Linked DNA regions of Siniperca chuatsi: region 2 is linked to region 1. A link is a contact called in public Hi-C data. All regions are on one chromosome and are shown on one strand. The core of a region is the stretch at or near the end of the contact, and the rest is flanking DNA. Distances in the headings are between cores, read along the strand shown. Region 1 holds the start of bcas3 (breast carcinoma-amplified sequence 3). Region 2 has its middle 13 kb from the start of LOC122879156.

Region 1 (2,700 bases), core at 64-2,563:
TCTGGGTTTAAAATACACTCAGTTGCCAGTTGATTAGGTACACCTAGCTAAAACTTATGCAGTCTACTACAAGTGCCTTAAGTTATACTGAGGTGATTCTAATATAATGAACATTATATCAACAAGGGTTGACTAAATACGAAAGCCACCTCTAGGTATAACACAAAACAATTACAAGCACCACAAACTACAGCCTCCAAAATGATCTTAAAGTTGAATTAGCACCTCTCTAAAGTAGTTTCAACAAAAACTGAACACCAGAACCTTCAGAAAGGTAAAAGTTATTGGTGTATTAGTATGTGTTTTAGATAGGTGTACCTAATTAACTGTCAGTCAGTGTAAATGATGTCCTCCAGCCACACAGATCGACTGTCACTGTCAACCAGACAGACACAACATCTACAAGACAACTGTTCATAAAAACAGTCAGCAACCACAACAAGTAGCACCAAACTCAAACTCAAAACGTATTTTTAGGAGTGATTTATTTTAAAATGATGTTTAAATATTCCACCAAACATCACCAACAGAGTGTCACAACCGAATCACTCCAACGAATCACTACTACTGTTCAAGGTGTTTAGGTGAAGGAAGATTGTAGGAAAGAGTAGCTCTATTGGAGCAGCGACTGCAGACATGCAGAAGTTGCCCCAGGCTGTTGTGAAGCCTGAAAGAAAGTCTTGATGTACTAAGCCACTTAGTTAAGCAACATTCAGGTGTCATCTGTTTCAGTGTGGTTTAAGTATTTTTCAAATAACTGCGAGTATCGGGGCTAACAAGTCCACTAACAGTGTATGCATGGACTCTGAAGACGCCAAATGCGTATGCACCGATGTCAACAACAGGAGCGACTCGGCTACTAGGCTGCATGCAGCTAACAATGTTTCCATGTCTGAATTGAAAGATGAGCTTCTCTGGCTTCCCTACACTGAGAAGCTTGGCTATCTTAGTCTCGGTTAACGTTACATATCCTGAACATTTATTCAGCTAGCTTGCAACAATCATGACAACTGCCAAATCAACACAATACAGCTATTGGCTAACGCTCGAGTTATATTGATAGATAAGTAACGTTACGCCGCAGCTATCTTCGCTAGCTAGCATTAGCTGATAAAACGACACAATTGAAGCCTTGAAAAAGGAGATGCATTTCTCATGTTGCAGTAAGACATTATTTTCAAGCGGCTATAGTTACGAACCGATGTGTAGAACGCTGACTGTGTCCTTGCTTATGGACTTGTGTGGTGGTCTGAAGAGCTCTTTAAAACGTCAAAACACAAACAGACTAGATTTGCGGAACTGTGTTGTGTAATTGGAAGCCAATCAGAGCACAGAAACGTTTTCGTCAACCCAATCAGCCAGCAGTAAGGGCGGGGCTAATGACTGCGTTACATGTTAGAAACACTGCATTTGACTAAATAAAACATGTCCCGTGTTTACAATGATGTGTATTTCACTGTTGTTATCAGAAGAGACCGTGGCTTCCTCTGGTTAAAAACACTATCAGCAATGAATAACAGGGTAAGCAATCCCCCCTTTGAGACCACAACCAAATAAATGTGTTCTTTAAACTCTCAGGTCAAATGTGTGACAGAAAAAAGGAACCCAGTAATATGGAACCATATTCAATTCAATTAAATTCAATTTTATTTATATAGCGCCAATTCATAACAGAAGCTATCTCATTGCACTTTTCCTACAGAGCAGGTCTAGACCGAACTCTTTATAATATTAATTACAGAGACCCAACAAATCCCACCATGAGCAAGCACTTGGCGACAGTGGCAAGGAAAAACTTCCTTTAAGAGGCAGAAACCTCAGACAGAACCAGACTCAATGGTGGGCGGCTGTCCGCTGCTGTATAGGGGACTATATTAAAATGATACTGTAAACTTGGAAATGAAAATGTAATTCCACAATAGCATTATAATTTTCCACATATGTATTTGTTATTTGAGTAAAAATTCTAATGAAAATGTGATAATCCAATTACTATGGCCATTCTATGACCATACTAAAATGAAAATGGAAAAGCTGTTTGACAGTTGTACCCTGCTGTACAGTGGACAATATTCAAATGTTAATTCAAATTTGAAAATGCAATATAAACAATAACCTCATTTTCCATTCATGCAAGCAATCTTTAAAAATGAAAATGAATGTAATTTTCTAACAATGTGAAAATGAAAACTGCATTTGTCATTTCATTTTCAAAGACTTAACCTGCTGTACAGTGCACAATATTCAAATGCAATAAGCAAAACAGTCTATTACAAGGAGAGGGAGTTTTGAAGTTACTTATGTTTATACATAACTTCTTAGTAATAGCTAGAACGTTATGTTTGAGCTGGTGCATGTAGATTGCTTTTGTTTAACGATCTGTGATATTGTAATGGGTTAAGAATCTATGTTATTTTGTAAGCCTGTAGCTGCTAGCTTAGCTCAATAAGCTAGCCACTACCGTGGGAATGTGTAGCGACACAGTATTATTGATGATACTGGTGGTGAAAATGGCTCAAACACATGGCTGACATGAAGTATTATAGCCTTTTCCATTCAATGATAATACTTTCCCTTGTCTTCATGGCAGAATGGAAACCTGGCAGATCACAGGCCCAGGTGGGCTATTGGCTCATTTCTTCAAATTAATATATACATTTGGTCATGGTGTTGTAATTGTGGAAAATGAGACATAAAATA
Region 2 (2,700 bases), core at 89-2,588, 400 kb before region 1:
AAGGATGTGTAAAAATAATAGGAGAAAAGCATGACTTTCAAGAGGATTGGCAGGGCCTTGCAAAGTGCATTCTGGGATAGGATCTGACCCCTATTGACCTTGAACAGGAAAAAGTAAACAAAGACACAGAATAAATCAGTGATTTAAAAAAAGGTTGAGGTCCTGTAAAGTGGATAATCCAAACAATCCAAATGTATCTCCATACATCCATAAATAGCTACATGAGAAGGTAAATTGACAACTATAATATTAGATTCAAAAACCTTTAGCAATGCTAAGGATTGCCTACACAACAAACATAATATGTCCACTGTCACTCTGCACATGTCAGTACTGTGTTCTTCTAGTTTAAGAGCTTGGTGTTGACATTATGTATAAGACACATGTTGTGTTTTTGATGATTTTTCCTCTTGCAGACACAGAACCAAAGTAGGCAAACTGATTGACCTTTGAACTGAATCAAAATGAAAGCTTTGCATTGGATTTGCGTTATTATAACTACCAGAGTAAGCTCTTGTCAGGCTCTGTGCTCTTTTAGACAGAAGTCGTGGACATGTCTTCTCCCTCCTCAGTGTCCAGGAGGGGGCGACAGGCCTGCATGCTGTGCTGCTGTAGTTTCAAACTTTCCAAAAAAATAGAGTTCACGAACACACTCACACACATGCACACTCAGTCGTGACTTGATGCATGAGCCACTGCCTGCTCTGAAAGCACCACCATGACAGTCTGATAAGTGAATATGACAAAAGGCAGACGTTTTTTTAAAGACAAACTTTTCTGCACATAGTATTTTATGGTAAACTTTACTCATCTGATCTGATTATTGCATGGTTAGTACATTGTTCCTCTCTTTCATTCTATACATACATGTTGAATTTACAGCTCTGGCGGCCCATGTGATCTGCCTGTACTCCATTATAAGTGCATTTTCTAGGTGTGTTTATTAAGTGTTTTAATGGATCTTTTGCACTGTTGATTGGAGGTAACGCAAATCAACCTGCGCTTTTCCCGTTAGCATATCTCACTTTATTGGTGAAATGCTGAATAAAATCAAACTTTGCATTTGTATGTTCTATCTATGTGTGTGTGTGTGTGTGTGTGTGTGTGTGTGTGTGTGTGTGAGTTATTGGCACCTGGAAGTGTTGCAGTGAGGTTAGAGGCTGTGTGTTTTCTCCCTCCTCCTCCCTGCCTCATCCTGAAGGAGAACAGTGGCCTGTGATTGGATCCCTCCTGCTCCACTTTGGACCAGTGCGATGGCTGCACCTGAGCCGAGCAGCCAATAGGCCGCCTGCGCTGTCAGTAGCCGAGAGAGCAGCCTGCAGAGCTGCAGCATAACAATACACACTCTGTAGAGACCATACAGGTTTCTGGGCTGCTTCCCAGCACCATCGGACCGATATACAGCACCGATACTGGCCTTTCATTCACAAATAGAGACTTTTAGATTATGAAATTAGATAAAGTATTTATTACAGAATTGTCCCTACAGACTAAATGCTGTTTTAGACTTATTTTGCAGCTCGACAAGGCAAAATGTTTTATATTTTAATCTATAATGTTGGTGTAAAATATTGGCTTCTAGCTGCTTCAAACCTAAACTACATCAGTCTCAGCCTTCAAATATCCAGATCAGTCAGTGTCTACAGGGATCAGAAGGAGGCTTGAGGGTCATCAGCAGTGGCAGAGCAGAGTGAGAGCCTGGTACAGCATTTCCTTCCCCATCATATCAATTTATTATTATCTCATGAGGAAACTCACAAATCACAAAAAAAAAAACCTGCAGGTTTATGTGAGCAGCATATATCATTACAAAAATGTAAAACATGAAAAAATATAGTCAGGTTCACATATTTATGTATTCAAATGAAAGTGATTGGCACAAAATCTACTGCAATTTTTGAGTCCAAAACTTCATTTAATCATTCACAAATCAATAATTGAGCCTGTCCTCCCCCAAAATACGGCCGCAAAGGTTGTCTGTGCAAGCAGCTAGGTATGAAGACTTGTTGCGATAGTTTCAACAAGTATTCTGCTCTTTTATTTAAGTAAAAGGAGCAATACCTCAAAATGAAAATAGTAAAAGTCTTGCATTTTATAGTATTACTTATGTAGAATTATTATCAGCAAAATGTTCATTCAAAGTATTCATTCTGCAGGCAAGATTGGCTCCTCACAGTGGAATATTATTTTATATTATAATATTATTTTATTATTATTGATGCATTAATGTGTATGTAGCGCTTTAATGTTTGCAGCTGGTCAAGCTGCTGCTACAGTTTTAACTATTTTCCACTCTTATTATAGGGTATTTTATTCAATAACAAAGCATCGTATATTTTAAGACAATCATATGCTTTGTGTAAAATATGAATCTGTAGACTAACTGTAGCTGTCAGATAAACGCAGTGGAGTAAAAAGGATGTTATTTGCCTTTGAAATGAAGTGTAGTCGAAGTTTAAAGTGGCATAAATTGGAAAAAGCCAAGTAAAGTACAAGTACCACAAAATGATGCTTAAGTAGTAGTCGAGTAAATGGACTCGGTTACTTTCCACCACTAAATTCCATACCTTATTACCAAACTATATGTATTTATAACCCGGAAGACTGGCTCTAATACTGAACCTATGTTGCAATTTAAATGATTATTTTATCACAGGAATAATTCTAGAACTAAAACGAGAACAAATAGAAAGCTGTGAG

Evidence for each region. Hi-C and Micro-C count contacts between places; a contact is called where the count stands out from the background.
Region 2: a Hi-C map of an unstated tissue shows a contact between it and region 1, with 3 times the contacts expected there. The contact joins the enhancer-like site here to the promoter of bcas3 in region 1. A contact is called at or near these places in 2 of 3 Hi-C or Micro-C datasets (skeletal muscle and an unstated tissue).

The regions. Positions count from the first base shown.
Region 1 is chrLG7:3,032,931-3,035,630 of ASM2008510v1, reverse strand. It overlaps bcas3 (breast carcinoma-amplified sequence 3), which reads right to left and starts at 1,313. Exons shown (of 24, transcript XM_044202928.1): 1 at 1,200-1,313.
Region 2 is chrLG7:3,435,274-3,437,973 of ASM2008510v1, reverse strand. No RefSeq gene overlaps it. Among protein-coding and RNA genes, the nearest start is that of LOC122879156, 13 kb to the right of the region's middle. Within about 2 kb of position 1,338, the one cell type or tissue checked has an H3K27ac peak away from gene starts, as active enhancers do.